Regions from separate parts of the Mus musculus genome. Here regions 2 and 3 are each linked to region 1. The links are chromatin contacts, called in public HiChIP or PLAC-seq and promoter capture Hi-C maps. All regions are on one chromosome and are shown on one strand. The core of a region is the stretch at or near the end of the contact, and the rest is flanking DNA. Distances in the headings are between cores, read along the strand shown.

Region 1 (3,820 bases), core at 841-3,340:
CTCAGGCAAGGCGCAAGAGAAGAAAAGAATAAAGAGAGACTGGACTGGGTACCGAAGAGGCAGCTCGAAGAGAGGGACAGCAATTTGTCCCCGTGGAGAGAAGTAGAAAGGGGGGACAGGAAAACAGGAGGGAGTGAGGCCCTGGGAGCCACGGGGGGGGGGGGGTGTGAAGGCCTCTGGTGGATGCCACTGAGCCCAGGGTCCCAAGGGCTGCCCCTCCCCCAATCTCAAATGACCTTTGCCAACGGCCAGAGGGGGGAGGGATGGGGGACTAGCGGATCGATCGTCGGCAGAGGCTGAGCTGCATAGGAAGAGAGCTCGGTGGTGGTGGTGGTGCTGGGGCTGGGGGCAGAGCGGTGGCCAGGCCTTGGCTGAGTCTAGTCAGCACCTAGAGCTTTGTGACTGGGTGGAGAGAGGGCGCCTTTGGTCCCTCTTGCAGGATGTTTGGGGACGAGGGGAGTGGCACCTCTGATCGCAGGGGATCGTGAACCCAAGGAACGTGCTACAGACGCGCGCATACACGCGCACACACGGAGCCACGCGAGGGCTGTTTTAGTTTAGCACCCTATGTCTACATCAGCCTCAAAGACACTAGACACCCTACACAGTCCCTAAAAGAATAGGGACGGAAACAATAATTGTATTTGCCCTCTTTCTATTAGTGACACTCGGCGATGCAGACCCCGGGTCAGCCTCAGAGGCTACAGTTTCCCCCCTCTAGGCTGGCAGGACGCACTAGCCAAGGTCCTTCATCCTGTGCCAACCATGTCCCCCAGGATCGAGCCTCAGGGGCCCTTGTCCCTACCTGCCAGGCGCAGCGCCGACATGCGCTGGAACTCCGGCTCCTGCAGCCACTTCCACATCCTGCGGAAGGTCTCGCGGCCGGATTTGAGCTTGCTCCAGGGCTTCGGGTTGCGCAGCAGGTCGGAGAGCGTGCCCTGCGAGCGGCACAGGATGCGCTGCGCGAAGATGGCCTGCGGGATGCTGTAGCGCTTCAGCTCGGCGGTGATGCGCTGGGCCACCTCTTTGGTGTTGATCTCTTCGGCTGCAGCGCCGGCTCCCGGGCCGCCGCTGCCGCCGCCAGCGCCACCGCCCCCTCCGGGGCCACCGCCGCCTGAGTGAGGCCCGTGCGCCCCGGCCGCAGCCAGCCCGCCCAGCGGAGCCAGCAAACCCGCGGCCGCCCCGCCGGCCGCCCCGCCGCCTCCCGCGCCGCCGCCGCCTCCAGGCAGCCCTCGGGCCAGCGCGTCCTCTGCGCGCCCCAGAAGCGCCGCGTGTGGCTCGAAGGCGGCAGGTGGCAGTAGTTTGTCCCCGGCCAGGTGGCCCGGAGCCCCGTAAGCGGCGAGCGGTGGCGGCGGCGGCGGCTGCGGGGCGCTGTGCAGAGCGGGGGGCAGCGCGCTGGGCAGCGGCGACAGTGGCGACCCCATGGTGGGCAGCTCCTTGCCATAAGGCCCGTAGAGGTGGCCCACCGAGGCCAGCGCCGCCCGCTCGTCGCGCATGAGGGTGAAGCTGCCGCTCACGCTGGCCGCCAGGCGCTGCGGAGGGGGCGGTGGCGGCGCGGTGGCCGGGTGAGGGTGAGCGTGTGGATGGCCTCCGTGCGCCCCAGCCACCGCGTGCTGGTGGAACTTATCGGCCACGGCGGCCAGCGGCGGCAGGTGCTGCAAGGGCGTGAGCGTGGTGTAGGTGCCACCCAAACCTGGGGCCTCGCACGCCATACCCATGGCCGGGTGCAGGGGGCCAGCCAGCTCCCCACGGAAGTCAGGGCCACCACCCGCGGCCCCTGCAGCCCCCGCGCCCCCGGCGCCCCCGCCCCCGGCGCCACCACCGTCCAGCAGGCTAGCCATGCCGGCCACCAGGCCTGGGCGCCCCGATGCCACTAGGCTTCGGTGTTGGGCCGCGGCGGAGCGCGCGTGGCCCGGGCTCAGCAGCTCGCCGGCTTGCGCGTGTGTCACCCCGTGCAGCCCCCCGAGGCTCTCCAAGCTCAACTCCATCCTGGGTGTCCTCTTCGTGTGTGCTCAAGGCCGCAGCATGGTCCCCACGCACTGGCCGACGCTCCTGGTGGCGGCGGCTGCTACTGTCCCGCTTGTTCAGTGCTCTCGCTCGGCTTCGGCTGCTGCGAGCAGCGGCCACCAGGATGTGGCGGGGCGGCCGCCGCCGGCGCCCCGGCCCGGGTCTGACGTCAGCGCCCCCGCCCATCGCTCCGCCTGCACCCGCCAAACCCCTTGGAGCACCAGGCTGGCTTCTTGGGTCTCCCCATTCTCCTTGCCCTGAGAAGAACCTGAGGGATTGGGGTGGGGGACCGCTAGTCCTGGCTCTGTGTGAGTGTGAGTGAGTGTGTGTGTGTGTTCTCATATCAGCGTCTTTGATTCTCTGTCCTGTACATTCCCCCTTCTGCCCCTACCCGCCCCCAGTTCCTGAAGTGTGGCTACAAACGCCCCCCAACTCTGTTGACACTCTCAGAAAGATGGGCTGTTTTCCCCGTATGCACACAAAGATTTCAAAACCTCTTTTGGGATGAAGTGGGGCTATTAGTAGGTCCCCAGAACAATCACACATTGGCCTCAAGCACAAGGAAAAGCAGGCATTTGGGCATTTGGGCCTCTGTTTCTTCAATTGTGCAATGTAATTGCCCTGCAGAAATCTTTCTTAACAGGGACTTTAGTGGTTTTTAGGCCCAGGATTGGGAAGACAGAGGCAGGTGGATCGTTAATTTGGAGGCTAGCCTGGTCTATGTAGCAAGTTCCAGTCAGGCAAGGGCTTTATAGTGAGTCTTTGCATCAAAGCAAACATAAATTCCTCCAAGGTCCGGTGTAGTGGCACATGCCTTTAATCTCGGCACTTGGGAGGCAGAGGCAGGTGGATTTCTGAGTTCAAGGTCAGCCTGGTCTACAGAACTGGATTCAAGGACAGTCAGGGCTACACATGGAAAAGATGACAGAGAGGGGGGGAAGAGAGAGGGGAAAATTCCTCCTAAGTCCCGTGTAATTGGCTACTTCCTGTCCCCAATATCTCTGGGGTCTAAGGATGTCTTGTCTGAGACTGGTCATCTCTAGACCAGCTTGGGTTTGGGGTTTTTTTTTTTTTTTCAGACTGAGATAGCTAGCCTAGGATCTCTCTCTCTCTCTCTCTCTCTCTCTCTCTCTCTCTCTCTCTCTCTCTCTCTCTCTCTCCCTTTCCCACCTGCAGACAGTGAAGGGGGACAGAAGGGGTACATGGATGGCACCCTACAGGCACAAAGCACCTGGGAACAAGACCCCTTGGGTTTGTGGAGAAGAGATTACCGATTACCAGGGTGGCCATGCCAGACTCTGGGGGGACCTTGTGTTAGGAGGGTGTCTTCACTCAGCCTCAGCCCCTGCCTCCCTTGCCCTGCTCACTGCCAGGGAGGGTTATTGGCATTTGTTCTGGAGCTTGAGTCACCCATGGGCTCTGACGCTCACTCAAGGGATGCCCCCACCAATGGCTTGGGCTATCAGGCTGGAAACAAAGCAAACCAAGAATCTGATGTCCACAGTGCACTGGCTGTGTGACAGGCGTGGTGGTCCATGCCCGGGGCTGCACAGATCCTTTTCTGTTCCTCATTTTCCCCTTTCATGCTGCCCCCCCCCCCCCAGAGAAGAGGATCTTGGAGGAAAGTGAGTGGCATTGTATATGAGCCATTAAGGGGGGGGGTACACAGAGGTCCCTCTCCCAAATCCTTGGGTGGACAGGGCTGAAGGGACTGTTTCAATGTGAACAAGTCAGCATTTATTAAGCTCCAGCTGTTTAACAGTCCTAGAGAGGGAAGAGATCCAGAGCCTATCACTTCTTGCCTGTTGCCATC
Region 2 (3,820 bases), core at 881-3,380, 860 kb before region 1:
GACCTCCAGCCCCAGGGTCTTTGCACAGCTACCCCAGATGCATCCTCCCATCCTGCCAATCTCTCACCCGAAGGTGTCAGCAGCCCCTGGGCTCCTCACACCCCCTCCTCTGAGCTGGACTTGCCCAGCAGACGGCAGGCTCCATGGGTGGGTGCAGTTACTCCAAGTTCTTCCTACATCCTAAGCAACCAGGCCAGGACTGGGGACACTGAGTCCCCAGGTGGGTTTATCACAGTGGTCTCTCTGCAGCTTAAGGGGGATATTATCACTCTCTGGAGGGAAGGCGATGGCACCACATAGCCCAGGCTTGCCCTTGAACTCCTGATCCTCCTGCCTCAGTCTCCTGAGTACAGGATTTGTGGGGTATGGGATGGCAGCCAGGGCTCCAACCCTTTCACACTTTTTTTTTTTCCCAGCCTGGCTCACACCAGTTTTAAGAGGATTAACTTGAGGCCCCATGAGACAGAGAACCCTGTGAAAAGGTCTCTGAGCCCCTGCCTAGCACTGGGCTTCCAACTTCCCTTTCCTGCCCAGAGGTGACTTCACCACATAATATGCCTTGGATTGAGAAATGAAACAACCCTCACAGGGCAGATCTTCAGGGGGCCCAAGCACTGTGGATTCAATCTCATGACCAAACCACACCCACTGTTTCTAAGCCTAGTTAACCATTGGCCTAGTCAGGGTCAGGCTGGTCATCTCCAGATGCTTGGACTGGTCTCTCTGGGCCTCAGTTAACCCGAGAGTTCTGTCTAGTTCTGGGTTTCCTATGAGACTCAAAATGGTGCAAGATGTTAATCCCAGCACCCAGAAGGCCAGGGATCTGACTCGGAGGCCAGCCTGGGAACATCTCCTGTCTGTCCCACTGTGAAGGGACCCAGGCCTGTGCAAAGTCAGGCTGGCCTGGTATCTCCTGGCAAACATAAGCCCTTCTGAGTATTTCTTTCCATTTTTGGAGACTCAATGAAACAGTCATCCCCCTGCTTCAGCTTTTGAATATGGTGACAGGTGTGCAGGCTGTGCCTTGAAGCCCGGATTCTTCCTGGATCCTGAGAAACTAGAAATTCCAGCCCCTAGGCTGGCAGATGCCACTGGGCCACTGCTGTCTTGAAAAAATGTCATCTAGGGGCGGGGCTGGTTCTGCAACCCCTACCCCAGGCAAAGGGACGGAGCCTTCCAGGAATTCCCCAGGGAGGGGCTACAACCCCAGGGCCAACCTCTCCAACTGTCTACACCAAATGAGAGAGCTGCTGGGGACTACATGCTGGGCCACCCCAGACAGGAGCCACAGGCGAACAGAATGAAGTGGGTGGGCAGCAGGAGGAACACAGGACACAGGATGATAGTCAGGGAAGGGGACTGGGGGGGGGGGGGCAGAGCTGTAAGACTAAAGACAGGGTACAGAATCCTGAAAAGGTAGAGGGAACAGGACTGGCCCACGGATGGCAGTCAGCGGAGAGGATAGGATATAGCGGGAGAGAGAGGACAGACAGACACAAGAGTGACAAAAACGGGGAGATGAGACACTGGGGAGCAGAGGGTAAGAGGGACACAGGATGACAGTCAGAGGGGAGGACTTCCACAGGGCGACAACCACAGGAGAGGACGGACACAGGGCGGCATTCAGAGGGGAGGAATGACACAGGATGACAACCACAGGGGAAGACGGACACAGGACGACGGTTAGAGGGGAAGACGGACACAGGACGACAGTCAGGGCAGGGAAAGGCTCACCCGCTAGGTGCCAGGCCTTGCGGGGCCCACAGCGCACGCAGGAGGCGCGGTCCGCCTCGTAGCCCACGAGCGGCGTGCAGAGCCCGTCGGCCACTTGGCCCAGCAGCAGCAGCAGCCCCGCGCCCCGCGAGCTGTACCCGCGCACGGAGTGCAGGAATAGTAGCAGGTAGGTGAACCACATGCCGGCGCACAGGTCGTTGAGGAAGTGGCCGACCGCGAAGCTCAGCCGCGCGGCGAGGGACAGCGTCCGCGGCGGCCCCGGGCCTGCGTCGTCCGACGGAGGCGACATCGCGGCCGCAAACCCCACCGCCCCACACTGCCGCCCCGCGCTACCCGCGCGGCTACGCTGCCGCCGCTCCCGGGAGCCGCCTCAACAGGGCGGAGCCTCGGAGCAACGGCCACGCTCGCCAACCGGAGCCGCGCGTCTCGGCCCGGCGCCCAATCAGCAAGAGGAGGCGTGGCCTCTGTCCGACGCACTCCCGCGGCCCTAACGCCGCCCTCTGCGGCTCCGACTTTTATCATAGCAGTTCGTTTCTATTTTACTTTCTTCGTGTTTTAATTTGTTTGACTAAAGAAAAAAGTTTTGTTTCTTCTTGTAACAAAGGGTATCTTGTAGCGCAGGCTTTGACATTTCTGCTTAGCAAAAGACAACTTCGAACTCCCCATGGTTCTGGCTCCACCTCCACAGTGCTGGGAGTCACTGAATTTGTCCTTTCACAACCTGAAAGCTTTTTCTTTTGAGACAGGGTCTCATGTAGCCCAGGCCACCCTCAAGCTCAGAACGCAGCTGAGGATAACCTTAGACTTCTGATCCTTCTGCCTCCCTCTGGAACTCCATGGGTGCGGGGTTGCATCCACAAATCACGCCTTTAATATTCTGTTTTCAGTCAGGGTCCCACTAGCTATCCAGGCTAGCCCTGAAGTCCCTCTACAACCTAGGCCGTCCTTGAACTATCAATTCTCCAACCTTAGCCTCGAGGATTGATGGGATTTCGGGCCTGGCTTAGTGAAGGGCGCCCAGATGTCTGTCACTCACCCACACTCTGCCTTGGGCCCCAGCTAGCCTGCAGCTGGAGGCTGGTGCTCACTCCCGCGCGTGCTCCCTGCAGAAGGGGCCAGAATGAGAACACACCGGGGTGATCCCATAAACTTCCAGACATACATAGTGAGGCACTTACAGGACATATTAGTGCTAATTAATTATTAATTACAGAGAATAGCTGGGCAGAACATCAAAATACAGGCTAGTCTTTAATGAGGGCTGCTAGTGCCAGGAGCCCCACGTGGCAGACGCCTGTGTTTCACTCCTACTTACTGGGTGGTTTTGTGGAACACACTCAAAGAAAGGGGAAGTCAGGCCTCTGTTGGCCTGGTGACTCAGAGACACAGGTGCCGAACACCCCCACACAATTCCAGGCCCAGATCATGAGACACATGAGACAAGTGTCCTCCTATCCCCTCCTCCTGACATTTTATTCCTTTTTTCCCCCCAACTGACCTCAAGCTCAGCTCTGTAAACGAGGCTGGCTTTGAACTCCTGATTCTGCTGCCCCCACCTCCTGAGTACTGAATGGCAGGCCTGTGTCATAGCCGCTTGATGGTGGGGTTACCTGTCTGTATCACTGTACATCTTCCTCCGGGGCATTCAGAGACACGCAGGCTGGATCTGAACCCCTAAGTCCCAAATGGACTGGTCTTTCCTTTGCCTATGAGCAGTCTGTGCTCCCAGCAATGTGTGTGAGCCCGGTGTGGTGGCCCTTTATTTAGTTTCAGCATACTAGAGGCAGAGGCAGAGGCAGAGAAGCAGAGAGGCAGAGAGGCGGAGAGAGGCAGAGAGAGGCAGGCAGAGAGAGGCAGAGAGGCAGAGGAGAGGCAGAGAGGCAGAAGCAGAGGCAGAGGCAATCTCTAAGTTTGAGAGCAACCTACTCTACTTAGTAAGTTTCAGGACGGACAGCCAAGGCTACGTACTGAGACCCTGTCTCAAATTAAATAAATAAATATGCTCAGACTTTCTAGAAGTGGGAGGCCAGCAGAAGTCTCTGCTTCTGATCCAGCCCTGGATCTCCCCTGTTGTTCTGGGGAGAAG
Region 3 (3,820 bases), core at 507-3,006, 620 kb after region 1:
ACAGCTCTATCCACTAAACCATCTCTCTAGTCACCCAGGACATTCTTTATTCCTTATTTATATATTTATTTATTTTTGAGACAGAGTCTTACTATGTAGCATTGCTGGTCTTTGGCTGTCCTAGAACTCACTATGTAGCCCAGGCTTGCCTGGAACTTACAGTAATCCTGCCTCATCTCCCAGAGTGCTGGAAAGACAGGCTGGGACCACCACACTCTTTTTGTTTTTGTTTTGTTTTGTTGGGTTTTGTTTTGTTTTGTTGGTTTTTCGAGACAGGGTTTCTCTGTGTAGCCCTGGCTGTCCTGGTTCTCACTCTGTAGACCAGGCTGGCCTCGAACTCAGAAATCCGCCTGCCTCTGCCTCCTGAGTGCTGGGATTAAAGGCGTGCGCCACCACCTTCGGCCCACTGTTTTTGTTTTTATTTCTTTTTTTGTTTTGAGTCACAATCTCAGTCTATAGAGCAGGTTATATCAAAACTCACAGCAATTCTCCTGCCTTACGTGACTGAAAACTGCACACACACCACCAGCTCCTCTTTGCTGCTCCTTTTGTGCTGGGTGTCTCTGTATGGCCATCAGGCCTGGGGAGCTTGCTGTTCCCATGAGGAAACTCAGAAAACATGAGGCTGAGGTAGAGTCTGGGAACACAGCAGTCAGTTTGGGGAAAGCATTGAGACAGTGAGAATAAACCCATAATATTTATACGTGAGCCCTGCGGTGCCTGCGTGCTCGTGTTTATATTTGAGCCCTGCAGTCCTGCGTGCTCATGTTTATACGTGAGCCCTACAGCCTCTGTGTGCTCATGGGTCCTTTCAAAGGCCCTTTTTGGTTTTTTTGAAAGAGGGTGTCACTATGCAGGCTGACCCCATGGAATCCCCCCGCCAGTCTCACAGAAAGAGAGAGGAACACAAGCAGGCTTCTTGGTCCCTGAGACCAACCCTAGCTTGACCTGACCTTTGGGGACAGGGTCTCTCCTTGGCTTGCTGCTTGCTGCTTAGGTGAGATGGTGGCTGGAGAGTCCTGGTGATCCTGCCTTCCTCCTGTACCCAGGGCAGAGGGATTCGAACTCAGGTCCTCACGCCTGCAGCACAAGTGCTTTACAGATTGAGACATCGCTCTGGCCTCCACACCACTCCCTTTTTAATGATTTTAAGACAGAGTCTCACTGTGTAGGCCAGGCTGGGCTGGGACTTACAACAATCCTCCAGACTCAGCCTCTTGAATACTGGGACGTCAGCCGTGTACCACTACACTCAGCTTTCAACAGAGAGTTGCAGGGTCTGTCAGCCTAAGTCCCACTTCCCAGTGGGTCACAAGAGTTTGTTAAGGGCCTGGTATACAGTAGGTGCTCAGCAGATAGTGACTATTCCGATCTAACATCTTAGGGCCTCAGTTTGTCCCATCCAGGATGGGGTGGGGTCAACCAGTGGGTACATTTACAGGACTGCCTCTGTGGAGAGGAAACCCTTGAAAACAGCAAGCACTGCATAAGTGCACATTACAGTCCTTTATCCTCAAGGCATCAACTGCCCAGGGTCAGGAGGGTGAGGTGGCCCTGGTGGTTGGACAGAGGAGAGGTGGGACGGGGACGAGGGGGAGAGAAGGTAGAGGACAGCCCCTCCACCCCTGTGTCTTTGTCTCCTTTTGCTCAGGCGCCCAGGGACCTCACCATGGAAACGGACTCCAGCGAGCCGCGGGCACGGAAGGCGTGGGGGCCGAGGAATCGGCGACCGTGAGACGCAGGGAGGCAACTGGAGGCGCGGGGCGCGGGATCTCGCCTTCCCCACACTGCGCCGCGCGCTCCTAGGTCCCGGAGATCAACCGTGCTCGCGCAAGGCGCACAGAAGGCACGCGCAAGGGGCAGGGACGAGACCCAGATTGCGGTCCCCGCGCAGGGCCAGAGACCCTGAGACCCGCAGAGTGGGAGGCGGAGGCGCCCAAGCCGGGGGCGGGGTTGGGGCGGGGCCGAGCGGGCTGCAGAGCGCGCAGACAAAGAGCTCACGCGCCGCACACCGCGCCCGGGCCTCGCGTCCCTCCCACGCGGGGACCCTGGCTTTGTGTCCGCGCTTTGCAAGGGACTCCGCCCTCCTTGCTCCCTCCAGGTGAACGAGCCGCGTGCGCGCGCGGGGGCTCCGGCCTCTCCCTTCCCCAAGTTCCCCCTCTGCTCCAGCCTCAGTTTCCCCGAGCCCTCTTGGCTAACCCTTATCTCCCCACCTGGAGACTCCATCTGCGCAGCTCCTAGTCTCCAGCCTGCCTTTGTCCCCCTGCAATCTCGGCCTACAGCGCCAACGTCACCATGCTTGCTATGAAGGAGAAGAATAAAACGCCGAAGGACAGCATGACACTCCTGCCTTGCTTTTATTTCGTGGAGGTGAGTGGGGGTCGCGGTGAGAGATCTTCGTGGCAGGGAGCTTCTGAGACCGTCCACTTCATGCTGCAGGAACAGGAACCCGCACCGCGGAACCAGGCCACCTGGAGTTGAGATGGGGATGAGGCTGGTTCCAAAGGCACAGGGTTTTACAGGTCGAGTAGGAGTTGCAAAGCCTCAGAAAGGTCCTTTAGAATGTGGGAACAGATGGGGGAATGCTAGGATGCTGGGCGTTCCTTTAAGGACAGGGTTGAGAAGCTCAATTGGGGGCGGGGGGGTGTGTGCTGGAAATTGGGGCATTGGAGGTGAACAAGCCCCAACTAGTGAGGGTGGGTGGGTGCTGGGTACTTGGCTCTGCAGTACCCGAGGTGCGTCTAAATTCAAGCACTCTTCTAATGGCATGACTGTGTGCCCCACGCCCAATCTCCACCAGAGCTCGTCAACCCCTCGGTGAATCCAGACAGCTGTGGTGGAGAGCTGAAAGCATCTAAAAATAGAAAACAATAAATGCATTCACTTGGTGCATACTAAGTGTGGAGGGTTGCGGTTTCCTTTGAATGGCAGAAGCTGTGAGCCAGGCAGAGTCTCAGAAGCCCCTGATCAGGCTGGAGCCCAGCCTTCTGTCCTCAGCAGGTGACCTGTGTGAGCCACAGAGCATTAGGGGGAATGCTTATGTCCCAACATGACATTTAAGGGTGACTATAGCCCACTCCAAGGCTCTGCCCAGCCCCTCAGACCCACTCTCACCAGAATCCTTTGAAATCTTTCCAGAATTTGCTTTACAGCTATTTTTTTCCTCACTCAATTTAAAATGATTTTCATGTATGTCTTTAGTGCTGGCTACAGAATCCAGGACCTGGAGCTTAGACCTGAGGTCTACACCTGACCACGCCCCCACCCCACTCACTGGGGAATCCTAGGCGGGCCTCCACCCTGACCACACCTCCATCCTTTACTGGTGGATTCTGTGCCCCCAGTTCCTCACTGGGGGATTCTAGGCAGGGGTTTCTACCCTGACCACGCCCCCAGCTCCTCCCTGGGGGATTCTAGGCAGGGGCTCTACTGCTGAGCCAGGTCCTCAACCCCAATCTGAGATTTCACTCTGCAGCCTGGGCTGGATTGGAGTTTGAGATGTATCCAGGTCAGGATCTCAGCAGCTTTCCCGTCTCCGCCTCCCAGGTGTTGGACATGCACACACCACCATGCAGAGCTGAGATCTGAAATCCCTTTTGAATTTGTGTGTAGGTGCTTAGGAGCGCGTCCCCCCCCCCCCCACTGATGCGTATGTTGAGCCAGAATGTAGGAGGAATGATGGGTGTTTTCCTCAATTGCTTTCTTATGGGGCTAAAAGCTTGCTAGTGTCTGTGTGTCCTCACCCTGCACACCCAACTATGGCCACCTTGCTTTGTGGTGCGGGGGTCTTGAGGCACGTGCAAACCAACCGTTCACACCC

Evidence for each region. HiChIP or PLAC-seq counts read pairs in DNA pulled down with a chosen protein or histone mark. Capture Hi-C pulls out chosen DNA fragments and counts their contacts.
Region 2: a contact with region 1 is called in a promoter capture Hi-C map of adipose tissue. The contact joins the promoter of Mfsd12 here to the promoter of Onecut3 in region 1. A contact is called at or near these places in 1 of 39 promoter capture datasets (cranial neural crest), 1 of 115 datasets of contacts at active chromatin or transcription factors (pancreatic cancer cells) and 1 of 9 other capture datasets (adipose tissue).
Region 3: a contact with region 1 is called in a FOXA1 HiChIP or PLAC-seq map of pancreatic cancer cells. The contact joins the promoter of Plppr3 here to the promoter of Onecut3 in region 1. A contact is called at or near these places in 1 of 39 promoter capture datasets (pre-B cells) and 1 of 115 datasets of contacts at active chromatin or transcription factors (pancreatic cancer cells).

The regions. Positions count from the first base shown.
Region 1 is chr10:80,493,176-80,496,995 of GRCm38.p6, reverse strand. It overlaps Onecut3 (one cut domain, family member 3), which reads right to left and starts at 2,090. Exons shown (of 2, transcript NM_139226.3): 1 at 806-2,090. The coding sequence starts at 1,988.
Region 2 is chr10:81,355,801-81,359,620 of GRCm38.p6, reverse strand. It overlaps Mfsd12 (major facilitator superfamily domain containing 12), which reads right to left and starts at 2,130. Exons shown (of 10, transcript NM_028657.4): 1 at 1,735-2,130. The coding sequence starts at 2,023.
Region 3 is chr10:79,872,570-79,876,389 of GRCm38.p6, reverse strand. Plppr3 (phospholipid phosphatase related 3) reads left to right here and starts at 1,756. Exons shown (of 7, transcript NM_181681.2): 1 at 1,756-2,370. The coding sequence starts at 2,296.